Regions from separate parts of the Sus scrofa genome. Here region 2 is linked to region 1. A link is a contact called in public promoter capture Hi-C data. All regions are on one chromosome and are shown on one strand. Each heading gives the region's core, a stretch centred on a gene start, on an enhancer-like site or on the middle of the called end of the contact. The rest is flanking DNA. Distances are from core to core; before and after follow the strand shown.

Region 1 (4,397 bases), core at 218-2,717:
CCCAGAGTACCTGGGCTTGTTCAAGATCACATCACAAATGAGTGGCAAGCTAGGATGTTGAATCTAGGACTCCTAATTCCCCATCTAGTGTCCTTTTTACTATGGTTATTTTGAGACTCTCCTCACTCTGAGCTCCCATTGTCCTGTTAATCAGTGCCACATACTATAAGAACTCTTAATGGTTTCCTGTGTTAATCTTGTCTCCCCAAATTGTGAGATTCTTGAGAGCAGGAGCCACTGTTTTATGTGGAGTGACTCCATAAATATTTACCAACTAATTGATTAAGGAAGCAACCATTGGGGGCATCCCACTTGGTCAGTTCCGAGATGGAAACCAGTATTTCCATGCTTCAGATTCCCCAAAAGTCCAGAGACATAACAAGAAGACAAAAAAAGAAAACCTAATACAATGTCCTGTTGCAATAGGAGGCTTACTTGCCTGTCTGCTGGTCCTTTCCTGGGCTTTCTGATAGAGCTGGAGCCATTTCAGCAAGACTAAGAATAATCAAGTCCAGGTGGCCTGCCCTTCCATAGCAGAAAAGCAGTCGGGTGATGAAATTACTAAACTATTGTTTTCTGCATAGAGATGTGGAGAATAGGGAGAAAGGAGAGGGTTAAAAGAGATTCACTGACCCAGTGGGAGCTCCTAAAAAGGTTATCTAGAAGTCATTCCTCTGTCACCCCATATTCAAAACTCTGTCCAAAATTCTAATCAAACTCACTTCCAAAACATAACTGGCATGTATCTGGCTCCTTATGGAGTGCATAGGGCCAGAGAGTGGGAGCCCTTTCCTTCCCCACGGAAAAATCACGAATTCAGGCTGCTTTCTTCTTCTTTTTTTTCTCTTCCTCCCTTGCTCGAATAAATAGTGTTCTTTGCTCAAACCCCCTTCCCCCCCTCTTTCTGCAATCTCAGCGCCTAGCTCAAATCTGTTTTCTTCATTGTAACCTCAGCTTCACCGCAATTAATTTTTTCCCCCTCTGGTCACAAGATAATTCCTGACGCCAGTGAGTCTGGAGGTCAGACGAACAGCAAATTGGGGAACAAGGCGGCACTAATTCCTTACAAGTTTCCCTTGAAAAATCTTTTGCTTAAAAAAAAAAAAATCTTCTTTGCTGTTCGGATTTATGACCTCGGAGGACTGTGGGTTCGAACCAGTGTGGGGCTGTGGGTGGACTGGCAGGGGAGCTCTAAGATCTGGGGCGCTGCCAGGAAAAGGCAAATTCTTGAAGTTAATGGTTTTAAGCGATTTTTAAAACCCTTGCTGGCAAAGAGGCCCGCCTCTCTTCAGTATCAGCGCTTCCTCATTCTTTGAACCCGCTGCTCCGCGGTATTCGGCGTCAGATCTGCCAGAGGAAGCCTGTTTGCAATTTAACCGGGTTGTGAACGCCCAGGGTTGGCAGAGGCGGGGCCGAAGCAGGCTGTTTTGCATAAAGGGGCGTGTCTCCCAGGCGGGCTCTATAAATGCAGACATCGGCGCGTGTACGCGCATTGCAAGCTGTTTAAGGGGTTCTTTGGGTTTTTTCTTCTTTTCTGTACTTCCAGTCTCATTCCTCAGTATGAAGGCGCTGAGCCCTGTCCGCGGCTGCTACGAGGCGGTGTGCTGCCTATCGGAACGCAGCCTGGCCATCGCGCGGGGCCGCGGCAAGGGTCCAGCAGCTGAGGAGCCCTGAGCCTGCTTGATGACATGAACCACTGCTACTCGCGTCTCCGGGAACTGGTACCCGGAGTCCCGCGAGGCACTCAGCTTAGCCAGGTGGAAATCCTGCAGCGCGTCATCGACTACATCCTCGACCTGCAGGTGGTCCTGGCCGAGCCCGCTCCCGGACCCCCAGACGGCCCGCATCTTCCCATCCAGGTGCGCGTGGGCGTGCTCGGGAGCCGGGGCGGGGCTCAGCTGAGCTCCAGGGCAGGGATACGGCGGGACCCCGAGAACTTCCAAGTGCCATGCCTTAACTCTCTCCTCTTTTCCTCTTGTCAGACAGCCGAGCTCGCTCCGGAACTTGTGATCTCCAATGACCAAACGACCTTCTGCCACTGACCTGGCGGTCCTGGTGCTTCCAGGTGAGTGTCCACGCCTTCTCCCTGGGGCGGGGGAAGCGGCTCGTGCTTAAACGGCAAATCCTGGAGTTAGTAGGCCTTTTGCGGGATTACTAACCACTCGGTTTAGGGAAATCGAGGCCAGAGCGGTGCAAGCGACTTGCCCGTGGTCCCATCAAATGAATGACGGAACCAGTTCCCATCCAGTGTCCGTTTCAACCTGAAACGCACGTTGTCCCTGGCCTTACCCATGGCCAAAGACGCGCGAAAATAGGCGCAGTGCCGACTAAATAAAATAGCTAGTCTGTTTGTAGCTTGGAGTGGTAAAAGGAGCGATGTTTTCTTCAGCCCCCTCCTAATTAGTGCCAATTCCAAAAGGGAGGGGTGGTGCAAGCTCGCCTGTGGTCCTTTGGCGCCAACTGGGTCGGGGGGGAGCGTGGGGCGCGGAGTTATCAGCTGGAGGTAGAGACCAAGTTTCCTCCCTGGCGCCGGCCAGTCTGCGGACGGCCCCCGCCTCGGCGCGCTCGGCGGAAACTGACGGCTCCCTGGTCTTCTTTCCTCCCCCGCCCAGAACGCAGGTGCTGGCGCTGGTTCCGCCTGGGACCCTGGGACCCTCTACGGCCGGAAGTCCTAGGGCATGGATGGGCCCCAACTTTGTCGTGCCCACTTGACTTCCCCAAATCCCTGCCTCGAGGCTGGACCTGCGCCCGGGAGCGAAGGACTGTGAACTTGGGTGGCCTAAAAAGCCAGAGCTAGCTCTGGCACCAGCTGGGCGGCCTCCCGCAGCCTCCACCCCACCCCCAAGTTTTAAAGACTGTCTTTCAGTGTGTGGAGGTGTAGGGGGGTGGTGGCTACACTCCAAACTCTGCCAAGGCAGCGGTAGAGCTGGTCTTCTGGTCTCGGAGAAAGGCTCTGTTGCCCTGATTATGAACTCTATAATAGAGTATTTAGCTTTTGTACCTTTTTTGCAGGAAGGTGACTTTCTGTAACCATGCGATGTATATTAAACTTTTTATAAAAGTTAACATTTTGCATAATAAACGGTTTTTAAACACTTGTGTCTATAATTTGATTCATTAAGTGCTAACACTTTCTCACAAGGGTGAATTTAGGGAGAAATAAATTAATGTCTTTCTTGGAGCTTGGGAAAAGTAAACTTGCCTATTCCCTTAAAAGGGAGATGAGGGAATACCCAGCTAAGACTGGTGGGTAAGAGGGGGGAGTAAAGAGGGCTCATAATGGAGCCCCACATCCACTGGGTGCAGAGGAGACACTTGCCCTGTCCCCTCCTTTTACAGATGAGGGAAGACTGGAGAGAGTAGGTGACTGGCGCGAGCTCACCAGCAAGTTAGGGGCTCAGGGTCTCAGCTCTTAAGGTCCCTTGATAGTTGTTTTGCTAACTAGCAGGTGGCTATCCTCAATGGCATTAATTATTCATAATGTCTTTCTAGCAGAGGATGTGGAAGAGGAGCCTCACCTGGTACACAGACAGGGGTGGTGGTTGATAGACCCGTTTCAGAGATGAGTAAACAGATCATTGGGGCTGGTTTCATTTTCCTCCTCATATTCTCTGGTTTAGCCTCCTTTTGGGATTCCAAAGTTGGACAAAATAGGAGAGGGGTCTCTTCCCTCAAATCCCCAGTCACTCTGATCAGAAGGAGTTTGGTTGGGAAATATGGGAACCAATCCCTCTACTACCAGTTAGATGGAGACTCTAACCCTAGACTAGGAATCTAAGAAAGAGGCCTTAACAGCCCTCACATCTGGTACTTCCTTCCCATCACACCTCCAGTAGGAACCTACTCTAAGCATCTTTAGCCCTGTTTCAGAAATGGAGATATTGGGGCTCAGTGGATAATGGGTCTGAACCAGATTTGCATAGCCCTCTGAGAGGCAGAGATGGGATTTTTGGCTTCTTTTTTTTTTAGGGTCACACCCACAGCATATCCACTACAGGTGTGGATCCACAGCAATGCAGGATCTGAGCCTCATCTGTGACCTACACCACAGCTCATGGTAATGCCGGATCCTTAACCCACTAAGCAATGCCAGGGATCAGACCTGCATCCTCATGGATGCTAGTCAGATTCGTTAACCGCTGAGCCATGACAGGAACTCCAGAGATGGGATTTTAATATTAACGTCAGAGACTACAATTGTAGTGAACAAGAGCAAGGGCTGAGACTAGTTCTTCCATGTGGCCAGGCCTGGGAGTCTAGCAGAAGACAAATCCCCCAAATCATGCTATCCTCCTTTTCCCCCAAAGTAGCAGTTCCCCAGGTGGGTTCTACCAGGCACCTAGCCTCACTAGATTCCCGTTTATGATATGATCTCATCTATGTGTTGGCCCCTGGCA
Region 2 (4,250 bases), core at 1,241-3,740, 75 kb before region 1:
CCTGGGTCCAGTTCTTTCCACGAACCCCCGAGGAAGAGGGGACCTGGGAGGGAGAAGGGGAGAGGAAGATGTTGGGAGGCCACAGTGGCAGAGAAAGCCAGACTGGAGAGAAGGAGGGAGAGAAACAGAGAGAAAGGGACAGAGCAGACCTATGGGGAGAAGCAGAGAGAAGAACCCCCATTTCAAGCTCTTGGAATCTGTGAGACACCCCTGAGTCTTTGTAACGGATTCTCCCCACTTTCTTCTATTAGACTCCAGTTAATGTCTGTTCTTTGTCACCGAAGCTTTTTAAGTCACATGGGTTAGAGTGCAGAGAGGTGTTGTTATTTTTCTGAAAAGCTGAGTATGTTTTCAATAGAAAAAAAGAGAAAGCTAAACAAGAGCAGAGGCACCCACACACCACAATAAGAACAAACCGAAAGGAAAACAACCATTAGTTACTAATTTGAGATGTTTCTTGAGCACCCATAATATGTCAAGCATTATGTCCAGAGACTTTTTTTTTTGGACCGCCTTTGGCATATGGAGTTCCCAGGTCAGGGATCAGGTCTGAGCCACAGTTGCGACCTAAGCCACAGCTGCAGCAACAACAGATCCTTAACCCACTGTGCCGGGCCTGGGGTCAAACATACATCCCAGCGCTCCCAAGACACTGCGGACACTGCAGATCCTGTTGCACCACAGCGGGAACTCCACGTCCGATGCCTTTTATATATACATTATCTCCTCTAATCTTCACAACAACCCTTGAGCTGTAGTTTTCCCCCATCGGAGGACTGATTCATTGAGGCACAGAGAGGTTAAGGGACGCCTGCAAGGACACACAGCTGGTGAGCAGCAGAGATGCTGTGAGTCAGGGCTTGGTGAGATGATAATAAGCTGGGTCTTACCTGTGTCAGCACAGCTCAGGAGTGAGGACATTTCCTGGGTGGGGGAACGCTTGGCCCAGATAATGTAGCCATCCAGAAAGGTCACACCCTGCCATGACTCAGTTATTCTGGCTCTAGAAGAACACAGTAATCTTTCCACAGCTTGAAGCACAGAGGGGTAAGTGGGAGAAGAAATAAAAAGTACTCGGAATCTCTAAGTATCTCTTATTTTCCATTTTCTCAAGGTTTTTCCTTATAAAAAGCCTCCTTGGACTGAGTGAAAGTGATTCCTCTCCTAGCTCCCTGGAGGAGGTTATCAGGAGTAGGAGAGGAAGAGGCAATAGGCAAATTGGATCTGGAATCTGGAGGTGACTTTGCAGTTGCATTGTCTCAATATACAAAGGTTTCTTGGAGAGTTCCTGTTGTGGCTCAGCAGGTAAAGAACCCAACTAGTATCCATGCAGACACAGGTTCGATCCCTGGCCTCACTCAGTGGGTTAAGGATCCAGTGTTGCAGACACACTGTGCAGATGTGTTTATACACTGTGGTATAGATCACAGACATAGCTCGGATCCCGCGTTGCTGTGGCTGTGGTGTAGGCCCGCAGCTGCAGCTCCGATTTGACCCCTAGCCGGGGAACTTCCACATGCCGTGGGTGCGGCCCTAAAAAGACAAAAAAAAAGTATAAAGCCCATTGTTGGGAAAGGTGGGCTCTGCCAGGCTACCTCTCCTAATCCATACCCACTACTTCTAACAGCTGAGGGCAAGGGCTTCAGAGACGCTGAATGTGCAAATCAGGTGTTGAATTTATTCCCTTCAGGATTCTTGAAAGCTTCAGTCGCCTTCCACATACTTAACTGACACTTCTTAGAATGAAAGGGGAGAGTGAGAATGAAATACTCAATATGCTGGGATGATACATCCCATTGCAACTGTCCTGTGTAAACAGGGACGTGTGGTCCCCCTACTTATTTGTACAATGGGATTAAGTGGAACCAGGCACAGAAATCAGGGCGCACAAAGGGCCGAATGAGCAGCACCTATTATCATTTCTACCCTCTGTGTTCATCCCCAACCCACATTCAAGGCTCATTCTCTTGTCGATCGATCGGTTACAGGAAGCAGTGCTGGTGCCCCTGATGTGAAGATGTCCTGCTCACCCATCTACTCAGCCAGCTTTCTGTAAGCGGCTCATGTATCCCAGGCCCTGGGCTGGATTCTGGGGATGCAAGTCAGGGACACCCCTTGCCCTCCTGGCAACATTCTGAGCTGTATCCTGTGAGCCGTCTTGTAGAGACAGAAACCCCACCAGGTGGGAGAGGTTAACTACGTGATGACCTGACTGTAGCCATGACACAAGCTGCCATGATTCCCGGAACTGGCCTCAAGGAAACTGACCCTGGACCAGAAGATTAACTGTACTTAACACAATCAAGATGATGTTGGTCAGACCACCACAGGATCGGCTTCAAGACGCCTGTCAGCTGACTGTGGGGCCCCCTCCGTCTCTCTGTAAAAGCTCTTGCTGGCTGATTGTCAGTGTGGGAGTCAGCCCTTTGGTCAGAAGTCCGCCCCTCCCCCTCCAACCTGGTTGCTGGCATCCAAGATAAAGCAAACTGTCCTTTACACCAACCTTGCCTCTTTGTTGGCTTTAGAGCAGTGAGCAGCCAGACCCTGCTTTCAGTAACACTGTGAGGAAGGTTTTACTGTATCCCGATTTACAGAAAAGGATGTAGAGGCTCAGAGAAAGAAGTTAAGGAACTTGCCCAAGTCCACATAGCTGGCTTTACGACATGGCCCTATAATGCCACCATTAGCTGCAGAGTGAAAAACCCCCATCCCTGGAAACATCCACACATTCATCCCTCCTCTTGAGGTTCCAGGTTTTGTTGTTGTTGTTAGGGCCACACCCGTGGCACAAGGAGGTTCCCAGGCTGGGGTCAAATTGGAGCTGTAGCCACTAGCCTATCCCACAGCCACAGCAACACAGGATCAGAGCCACGTCTGTGACCTACATCACAGCTCATGGCAACATCAGATCCTTAACCCACTGTGCTATGGCAGGAATCGAACCTGAGTCCTCATGTATACTAGTCGGGTTCGTTACCACTGAGCCATGTCAGGAACTCCCCGCACATCTATTTTTATCTAGAGTTTTGGTACCTGTCTACTACCAATCCCAACTGGGTGGGTCAGAGACAAATTTGTATTTGCTTAGTAAATACATAGTTAACCACTAAACACGTGACAAGCACTTGGCAGGAAAAGTATTGCAAATATGTACCGTGGGGACCTGACCCCATTTTAGCAATGTGGGAGGGCTTCCCAGAGGAGGTGACTTTTCAGCTGAGTTGGGAAGGATGACTAGGAGCTGGCCAAGAGATGAGGGGGATAAGAAGCCTGCCAGGTCCCTTATTGATCCCAGCTTGCTCAGCCATTTTCAGACAATTCATGCCCCAGGGCTGTCACCAAGGTGTGACAACAGATTCTCAGACACTCTCCCTTCCTGCCACATATACATTCACATGCACAAGACCCCAGTAGCAGGACCCCCCCTCCCAGCCTGATGCCTGGATAGCCCTTTACACCTTTCGCTCTGCTTTCCATTGATCTCTTTCTCCTGGAGTCATGCTTCTTGTGTTCAAATTCCAGCTTCACACTTGCTTGCATGTAAACTTGGGCCTGATATTCAAATTCCCTGAAGCTGCTCCTCAGCTGTAAATGAGGATAGTAACCCTTCCCAGCTCTTGGAGTCATGGAGAGGGTTGAGGGTGATAGCCCCGTAAAGCACCTACTCACGCCTGTCCCACAACTGTGGTAGCTGGGTCCTTGCTCATTGCCCTTCACCTTGGCCTTGCTCTGGCCCCACTCTGTGGCCTGGTGCAGGGCTCCTGCTTCTCCTTCGCCTCCTAGCTCACTGCCTCCCCATGTGTCTACTGGGCCTCCTTTCTTTTTTCTCTTCCCTCCTTCCTGAACCTGAGACCCAGGATACCTGAGAGGCTGGGGAAGGAGAAAGGGCAGTCACCTCCCAAAGGGAGATGCTGCCTGGCTTAGATTCCCAAGTAGGGAGGGGGAGGGGCTTTTGCTCAGCCGGAGACCCCAGAAAACCCTATGCAGATCCTGCAATGCATAACCCTGACTACCTGCCTATTTCCCATCTGTAAACCAGAAAAGAGAGGGGATTGGCTTAGATACTCCTAGATGCCCTTAGGGGGCACTCTGGGGGCTAAGTCCACACTGGCGTCAGGTGGGATGCGGGGAGCATCTCAGGGCGTGGATTGGCATCCTGGATCCTCCTCCATTTCTCTGAGTCGTCTTGAAGAAGACAGTTCTCTCTGAGCCATGGTCTCCTCATTGGCAAATTGAGGTCGGACAACAAT

What was found. Promoter capture Hi-C pulls out the DNA fragments that hold promoters and counts their contacts.
Region 2: a contact with region 1 is called in a promoter capture Hi-C map of fetal liver, with 2.5 times the contacts expected there. The contact joins the enhancer-like site here to the promoter of ID3 in region 1. A contact is called at or near these places in 1 of 5 promoter capture datasets (fetal liver), 21 of 47 Hi-C or Micro-C datasets (blood, embryonic fibroblasts, fetal liver and 8 more) and 2 of 2 datasets of contacts at active chromatin or transcription factors (alveolar macrophages and skeletal muscle).

What each region holds. Positions count from the first base shown.
Region 1 is chr6:81,421,239-81,425,635 of Sscrofa11.1, reverse strand. It overlaps ID3 (inhibitor of DNA binding 3, HLH protein), which reads left to right and starts at 1,467. Exons shown (of 4, transcript NM_001243602.1): 1 at 1,467-1,668; 2 at 1,671-1,859; 3 at 1,983-2,065; 4 at 2,613-3,095. The coding sequence starts at 1,561. The coding sequence ends at 2,042.
Region 2 is chr6:81,497,596-81,501,845 of Sscrofa11.1, reverse strand. No RefSeq gene overlaps it. Among named protein-coding and RNA genes, the nearest start is that of RPL11, 24 kb to the left of the region's middle. Within about 2 kb of position 2,490, at least 2 of the 83 cell types and tissues checked have an H3K27ac peak or open chromatin away from gene starts, as enhancers often do. A contact at or near this core is called in fetal liver, where this site is marked.